Linked DNA regions of Sus scrofa: regions 1 and 2 are each linked to region 3. Evidence: chromatin contacts called from public HiChIP or PLAC-seq and promoter capture Hi-C data. All regions are on one chromosome and are shown on one strand. The core of a region is the stretch at or near the end of the contact, and the rest is flanking DNA. Distances in the headings are between cores, read along the strand shown. Region 1 holds the start of SH3PXD2B (SH3 and PX domain-containing protein 2B). Region 2 holds the start of CPEB4 (cytoplasmic polyadenylation element-binding protein 4). Region 3 holds the start of CREBRF (CREB3 regulatory factor).

Region 1 (2,730 bases), core at 148-2,647, 520 kb before region 3:
CTTGTAGATCTGCTTTATAAGAAGCAGCCTCTTAAGAAAAGAGATCCAAAGACGACTTACTGGGAGGTCAAGGCGCTGAATGTAGCCAGCCAACGCCCCTTGCTCTTTATTGTTCTATACTTCTTTGTTAGGATTTTTTTTTCCCTCCCTCTTGCTCTTTTTTCCTTCCTGCTTAACTTCTCTGCAGCTAGGCGCTGCCACTGCCCCCTTCTCACCACCAGAGACACCACAGCCCTCTTCCCTCCTCCAGAGAGGCCTCCCCAAGGCCTCCCCTGGGTCCACCAACCCACAGACCCATTATCCCTCCACCTAGAAGCTCGGGCCCCTGAGAGGCCCCCTGAACCCACAGATTCAGCTTCAAGACGCCGTGGAAACCATTTCTCATCTAGGGGATCACCACCTGCCCCAGGCACACGTTCCAGAGGCAGGGAACACCGAATGCCTTGTTCCAGAACCCGAAGTCTCCTGGAGCCTCAGCTTTCCCATCCGCAAAACGATGCTACCCGCCCATTTTCTCAAGTCGTCGCCAGCACTAAACACGATTCCTATTTTGCCAGGGAACTACCAGGAGAAAACTTTAATACATTTTAAAACAGAAGTTACTGGAGAGAAGGAGCAGAGACTGGTTTTGTTTTCCGGGGTTTTTTGTGCACCTTTTCATGCTGCAGGCACTCAAAGCATCCATTCGCAGAGACCTTCACCGCTCGGCCTGGCCCCTCCGAAAGGGGGGAACCAACTTGGCGATCCCTGGTGGGGCTACCTGTGGCTGGGCACTGCGGGTCTGAGCGCCTCCGGACAAGGAGGGACAGGGCGGGCGGCCTGGGAACTGGCGCCTCTCTCTCTTTCTGTCTGTTTCCTACACCGGCTGGGGCCAGACTTGGGAAGGGCAGGACGGGAGTAGGGGACACAGGGAGCAAGGGGAAGGGGCGGCAAAGAGGCGAGGTGGGGGCGAGGCGGGAGGAGCGGGTGGAAGAGCGGAACAGGGCAAAAGAGAGGAGGGGAGGGGGAGAGAGGGAGGAGCCGGGAAAGACCCGGGCAGCTCAGCAGCAGGGCCGAGGCGGGGAGAGAAGGGGAGGTGGGGGAGAAAGAGCAGGAGGCAGAAGTTTTCAGAGCCGGGGGGCTCTCGGTTGCCCCCAGCAGGGCACCGGCTCGAGGGGGCGTGGGGGCCGCGCGATACTCACATAATGCTTGTTGGGCACCCGCCGCTTCTGCACGTCCAGTACCTTCACCTCCACGATGCTGCGCCGCGGCGGCATGGCCGCTCCTCTGCGGGGCCGAGCGCGAGGGCTGGAGGCGCGGGATGCAGGGGGCGCGCTGACGCGGACCGGGAGCCGGGGGCCGAGCGCGATCCAGAACCCGGGCCGAGCACGAGCCGCTGCAGCCGCCGCCGCCCTTCGCTCCGCGCGCCCTCCGGCCCGGCCGCCGCCGCCGCCGCCCGCCTCCGGCCCGCCCCCGGCCCGCCCCCCGCGCCGCCGGCCCGCCCCCCTTAAAGGGCCGGTCCCAACTCCCGCCTCCCGGCGCGCGGACCTGACTGGCCCACGTCCGGCCTCCGCAGGGCCTTTGTCCCAGCGGCGAGCCCCCGCGGCCAGGAGAGGGGACAGGCGGGCATCCGCCGTGCGAGCACTGATGGCCTGGTGGGTTCATTCCCGCACTCTCTTTCTGATAGTCGCGGTCGGGCGCTGGATTTGACGGCCAAACTCCTGGGTTCAAAGTCCAACTCTGCCGCTATTCAACTCTGTGACCTTGGGCAAGTGGCTTAACCTCTCTGAGCTCAGTTTGTTCATCTATAAAATGGGCCTAGTGCTGACGCCTACCAACCGGGGCTGTCCTCAGGATTAAGTGCCTGTGAGGTCAGAGCCACTATAAATGTTGTCATTTGTAAACTCAGCCTCAAGCCATGGGGATTCCGGGAGGTGCAAGAGGCCAGCAGCTTCTCCTCCTAGGCTTACAGTCTGAGAGATGGGGAGAGGGGGAGAAAAACAAACAAACAAACAAAAAAAAAACCCCAACAAATGCAAGTACAATACAATGACAATAGCAGCAAAACAGGGTGAGAGGGTGGTGAATGGGTGAAGGGCAGTGGATGCCTGTTCACAAGGCCATTGACTCCCAAACGTGAAGCACTTACTCCCTGCCTGGTGCAGTGCCTCTTGCTTTGGGGGACATGGTCTCTGAATTGTCAGGACAGCTGTGGGGAGAAGAGGGGGTTGCAGACCCATATTACAGAGGAGGTGTCTGAGAGTAGCCCCCAGAGTCACAGAGCTGGTGTCGGGACCCCATCTGTGTCTGGCTCTAGGCATATTTCACAAGTTAAAGCAGAGGGTGGCTTGGGCTGCTCCACATTTCTTCATCCAGCGCCTCCGAGGCCTGGCTTGGCACTGAGTCATTTTCAGGAGATGCTGGCTGAACAAATGTCTGAATGAATGTACGCATAATGCATGGATAGGAGGTTTAGGCCCCCGGCCAATGTTTTACACGAGTAAGCAGGGCTCCTTCCAGCAAACCACACAGCTCCCCTCCAGGCCTGAAGGAGCCCAGAGCTTCTTCGCATCCTAAATCCAGGGTGAGCCTTTGAAAGAGGGTGGTGGTGGTGGTGATCCAGGCAGGATGCGTGTCAGCAGCTCTGGCCAAGCCACTGGAGAGTCTGGTGCCAGTTCATTTTGACTCCGCCCAACTCCTTGCCCCTCTGACTTCCTTGCCAGGTTTTACCATCCTGCTCAGGCCCTGGAG
Region 2 (2,700 bases), core at 2-2,501, 710 kb after region 3:
AAACAAATGGCCTAAACAATGAAATAATTCAGACTTGGAAAGGGGACTGCAATTCAGGAAAGATTTCATTGTGGTTAGTTTTTCCGCTAGTTTCTTCAGCATTCATTCATTCATGACTCCTGTCTACAAGGTGCCCTCCTCAAAGAGGCCACAGTTGACCACAGGCCCAAGAGACATAAGCAACCATTAAAATAGGGGATAAACAAGCATGAGACATACACAGGGCCATGGATGTTGATAAGAGGGAATTTAGAAGACAGAGTTGGTAGCTTTTGAGCCGATTCCTAAAACTAAATAGGAGCTTACCAGGTGGAGAAGAAAGGAAATGGAAGGTTTAAAAGGCACTGAGAAGAGTTAGAGCAGCTTGGTGTGGGGCGTTTGGAGATGAGGTGTTAAGATATACTGCTCACAGAGTGGAAAATCTTTGACTACTAGGCTAAAAAGTTTGGTTTTTTCCAAGGAGGTAGTGGGCAGCTGAAGAGAGATCTGAGCAGGTGAGGTCCATAATAAAGATTTTCGTTTTGTACATCTCCCTCTGGTAAACCGGTAGGGTGAACTAGAGCCAGATGGGGATGAGGGCTCAGCCAAGGACGCCGACAGCGGCTGTATCTTTGTGCCTGAGACTGCACCAGACGGGAGCCTAAACCAAGCAAGAGGAGTGGGGATAGGGGAATGGAAGGTGAAGGAAGAGTCTATATTCAGGACAAGGACGTACGCAGTTCTAGGAACCTCACAGCCGCTGGGAAGAATCGCCTCCCCTTCCAGATCCCTCTGGGGCGGAGCTCCGACCAAGGTACGTGATGCCTGGGGAACCACATTTATTCTGGGCAGTCCTCACGTTCGTCCGCAGTTTTATGGGTCGCCACTCGGATCTCCCACGTCTGAACTCTTTCTCGTGGTGCTGGAGGAATCCGTTCTCTTCCGCGCGTCCTTATATGCCTTTCCAGCAGAGCATGGCTAGACGAGATAAACCGCGCAGGAGTCCTCTGCCCATACTAAAGATGGCGACCTGCTGCGCTCACTCTGGGTGGGGGACCCGGTTCCAGGAGCCCAGCCTCACTAGGCGAGGCGCAGACGGAAGGGGCGTCTCTCTAGGTAACTTTTCGACCTTCCTGGGAGGGGACGTGAGTCGGGGGGCGTGGCCTTATCTGAATTCCAACAGCTGATTGGCCTTTCGTCAGGTGGGCGGGGGCGTATGCCCTAACCCACCCCTCCCTTTTCGAACCGGAAGTGTCTCTCGGTCTTTCCAGCTGGTTGTCATTTCGCTCGGCTCGGTCCTGAGGAGAAGGACTCAGCCGCGGCTGCGGGACCCGGGCACCGGGAGGCGGTGGCGGCGGCGGCGGCAGTAGCGGCGGCAGCAGAGGAGGAAGAGGAGGAAGAAGGAGAGAGGAAGAGGAGCCAGGCGGAGTCCACAACAACGACAGCGGGGACTTCGGGACCGGGGTAAAGCGACCGCGGCGGCGACGACGACGGCCCACACAACCGTGAGGAGAAACAAAAGCCTTCTAAATTATAGTTTTTGAAAAAATCTGGGGGGGGGAAAGAGAGAGCAAAGGGGGGGGAGGTCCTTCTCTTTTGGAATAACTGCGCTGGTGGGTTTTTCCTTTTTTTCCCTGTCCCCCCCCACCCCCCTCGCTGCGGAGAATCGAACTGAGAGAACTGAACAAACCGCCCCTGGGTCCCATGAGGGAAAAAAAACCCGGAGCCGCAGAGAGGGGAAGAGGCCGAAACCGCAGGACCTTCCAGGTCGCCCCCTTGGTCGCCGCACCCCCGGGCCGCCAGCTCGTCCTCGTCGAGTCTCGCTAATCCCTCCTGATCGCGACACCCTCGAGTGGGAGAAACGGGTGTTTCCAGCCCATTTCATGGGGGAGAGGAGGCCAGGGGGAGCCCAGGAACAGCGCCCGCAGCAAGACCTGCACCCAGAGCTTCAGGAACAGCCCCAGAGGCCAAAACTGCACCCCGTGAAAGAGCAGAAACAGGACCAGGAACAGCAGAAACCTCCCTGCAATCATTTTTCCATTAGTCAATGCTGATTTCGCCTCCCACCCTAGATAACCTAATATAATCTATATATATAAAATATAATATATAATGTTCTTAAATTATTCCTGATTTTTTTAACTAAGCTGCCAAGAAAAAGAACGTATTCTCCCTTTAGCCCTATTCTAATTTTTAATGTGAGTGAATCTAAACTGCTGAAGAAGCCCATATGTGATTGTTAAATTATATATATATATATTTTTACTCTGCGCAATGCTTATTCTTCTACATTCATAGATGCTTGAGAAGCTGTGTTTTTGTCATTCATGTACGTTTTCCTTTGGAAAAAGAAAGCGCCTATTTTACTAACCAAAGACTTGATTTTTTACCCTCTTCATTTTTATTCCCTCCTAGAAATAAGCCCAGCTGGATTCATGTCAATGTTTTAAGATTTTTCTTTAGGGTTTGTTGTTTGTTTCAGAAACCAGAATTCCAAATCTGAACTATTTAGGGTGATAAGCTGCGATCTTTGAGCTAGCTAAAAATAAGGCATTTCAAACAAGCAACTTAAATTTGGCATAGAGGATACACATACAAAGACGTGAGACATCAGATTGTCTTTTTTATTATAAGATTCTGAGCCTAAAAATAATAAATGGGGGATTACGGGTTTGGAGTGCTAGTGCAAAGCAATACTGGGAATAAATCTGCTTTTCCAGT
Region 3 (2,700 bases), core at 50-2,549:
AAGGATTCAAATCCACGTTGCTATTCAACCAGTATTCAATGACTGCCTGTGTGGCAGGCGTGAAAGAGGGTAAACAATGCCAGCTAGGAGTTCCCTTGTGGCACAGAAAGTTAAAGATTCAGCAATGTCATTGCAGCAGCCGGTGGGGGGCGGGGGGGGGTTGGGGCAGTTCGATCCCTTGTGAGGGAACTTCCACATGCCGTGGGCGTGAAAAACAAACAAACAAAAAATACACAACATGGGCTAGCCCTTGTGCTCTTGAAACTTAGGACCTATAAAAGTCTTTCTGGTTCAAAAGTCCGTGGTTTTGACATTACTACTTATCCCTATCTGTGCAAAGAGGAGCCACTTTTTCAAAGGCAATTTGAGAACTCCTAAGACAAAACTGGTATCTAAAGGAATCTGGACAAGCATTTCTGTTCCCCAGTACTCCTTTATGCTTACTAAAATTAGATTTCTGTTCTGTGCTCAGAAGATAAATTTTGTGCTCTTAAGACGTATAAAGAGCAATCTGGAAGCATAGGCTGTGATGACAGACCTGCGTTCTAGTCCCAACTGGATCATTTACAAATTGCCCGACCTTGAGCGAGTAATTTAACCTCTCTGAGCCTTAATTTATGAAAAATTGCTATATTACCACTGAATGTTATTATTTATAGAATCAGGGACCACACACACACAATCACTCAAGTCCACGTGTTACGAAGGCTTGTTTGTATAGGTGGTTCTACCAGCATTCTGTTTGGTTGTGTATGGATCGCACCATTAAAGGTGCATGAAATCTGGTTAATTCCAGGGTCTGGAACATACGTGCACAATAAGTATTAGTTGAAAGAACGAACGAACAACTCAAGGCAAGATCAGTCTGTAAGAGAACTAGGAGGTTCAGACGTGGAGAACATTCATAAAACAGAAAGTAGATACATTCTCCTTTCTAAGTTAACGCTCTGTTTTCGTAGCTCCTTTCACGTTTCAGTAAACTGTAAAATGGGCATATGGGCACTTTAGGCCTCGCCGCGCAGTTGTGAGATTAGATAAAATGCTGGACGTGAAAGCATTTGTAAACCAACATCCCCCACGAACATGAGTGTAGCTCGGTATCCGAGACAGCCCACGCCTACGCTACACTGGCGGGCGCCGAGCCCCAGCTCCGCCCCCTCTTCCTGGTTTTTCCCGGCAACCCGCCCCTCCGGCGTCATGTGACAGAGGTGCCCTGCCGGACCGAGCTCCTGATTGGCCCGGCTGCAGAACGCCTCGCGATTGGCCCAAGGCCGGCGGGCCCCCGCCTCCCTCCTCCTCCTCGCCGCGGCCCACGTGAGGGGGGCGAGTCACGCGATTTCCGGGAACCCGTCAGGAAGGACATAAACAAAACAAACCCGAGGCAGCATGGAGAGGGGCCGCGGCCCCTGCAGCGGAACCGGACCCAGCCCCTGAGCCGCCCCCACATCCACAGGTGAGCTCCGCTGCCCGCCGCCCAGAGCCCGCTGGGACCTGGGCTGAGGGACGAGCCGGGTGGGGGGCGGAGGAGGACCGCTGGCCTAGGACGCGACAGCGCCGGGTCTCTGGGCCCGGCCGGCGCGGGGCGGGGGCCGGGACCAAGGCCGAGTCTGGCGGCGCGCGGGCCTCAGGCTGCCGCCTGCCGGTCACGGGGGCTCTGGCTCCCCTCCCCCACCCCCGGCCCGGGACGGTTATATAAAAGCGCGGGGCGGCAGTAGAGGGACCCATGGGCGGGAGACAGGCTAGGCCAGGAGTGGGCAGTGCCGGGCGTCCGCCCTGCCAGGCCGCTCGGCCCTTCACCCCTGCCTCGGAGCCTGGGGCCGTGGCTGCCGGCAACCGGCCTGTCAGAGAAGCGAGCGGGTGGGAGGGGCCGGGGAAGGGAGGGGAGGCGAGGCTGGCGGGGGAGGAGGAGAGAGAGAGGGGCGTGTGAGGAAGGGCCGGGGCCACGAAGCTTGGAACCAGGCTGGCAGGGGAGACGAAGAGGCGCGGGCTGGGGGTGGGGGTGGGGTCCAGGCAGGGGTGTCTCGGGGTAGCCGCTCCCCCTTCTCTTCCCCGCCCCGGCGACGCGCTAGAGGGGCCTCCCTCCCGGGATTTGTTTATATGTCTTCTCAAAGCAGCTTGAAGCGGCTTGGAGGCGGAGCTTTCGGCGCCGAGTGGCAGCACGTGCTATCCAATCGGGCATGCGGACGGAGGCGGCCGCACCAATGGGCATGGGGGAGGCGGTGCTGCGGGCTCCCCAATTTGTTAGGCTGTGCCGGGGGTGGGCCGGGTGGGGCGGCCATGTTAGATGGGAGGGGACCGGTGGCGGTGGGTCACAGAGATGGGAGGAGACAGGGCAAAGGGCGAGGGAGCCGGGCCGGGGGCGTTTCGGGTGTCCGAAGGCGAGTCTGATCCGACCAGGAAGTAGCTCAGGGGAGCCTGACCCCGACCCACCGCTTTCCCCACCCGAGCCGAGGCGGCAGGGAAGTACCGAGGGCAGTCTAGCCGCCCCTTGGGGGTGGTTCCTGGGACCAGATGCAGCTCAGTCTCTGGATTCTCCCTCTTTCTCGGCCTTACGCTTCCTGACAAACCCGGCCTCCAAACCTTGTAAATGCCCTCCTTTAACCCAAGAAAGCAAATCTTTTTCGCTGTTTCTGAGCAAGCTTGAGCTTTAAGAATGCCTTAAGAAGGTACTTGGATAAATAGCGGTCTTTTTGCCCCAGG

The links. Promoter capture Hi-C pulls out the DNA fragments that hold promoters and counts their contacts. HiChIP or PLAC-seq counts read pairs in DNA pulled down with a chosen protein or histone mark.
Region 1: a contact with region 3 is called in a promoter capture Hi-C map of fetal liver, with 6 times the contacts expected there. The contact joins the promoter of SH3PXD2B here to the promoter of CREBRF in region 3. A contact is called at or near these places in 1 of 5 promoter capture datasets (fetal liver) and 1 of 2 datasets of contacts at active chromatin or transcription factors (alveolar macrophages).
Region 2: an H3K27ac HiChIP or PLAC-seq map of alveolar macrophages shows a contact between it and region 3. The contact joins the promoter of CPEB4 here to the promoter of CREBRF in region 3.

What each region holds. Positions count from the first base shown.
Region 1 is chr16:51,731,837-51,734,566 of Sscrofa11.1, reverse strand. SH3PXD2B (SH3 and PX domain-containing protein 2B) reads right to left here and starts at 1,397. Exons shown (of 14, transcript XM_021077089.1): 1 at 1,182-1,397. The coding sequence starts at 1,256.
Region 2 is chr16:50,497,637-50,500,336 of Sscrofa11.1, reverse strand. CPEB4 (cytoplasmic polyadenylation element-binding protein 4) reads left to right here and starts at 1,251. Exons shown (of 8, transcript XM_005657625.3): 1 at 1,251-2,700. The coding sequence starts at 2,636. It overlaps LOC110257261, which reads left to right. Exons shown (of 2, transcript XM_021076837.1): 1 at 1-1,095; 2 at 1,251-2,243. The coding sequence starts at 801. The coding sequence ends at 1,447.
Region 3 is chr16:51,209,405-51,212,104 of Sscrofa11.1, reverse strand. CREBRF (CREB3 regulatory factor) reads left to right here and starts at 1,299. Exons shown (of 9, transcript XM_013990647.2): 1 at 1,299-1,453.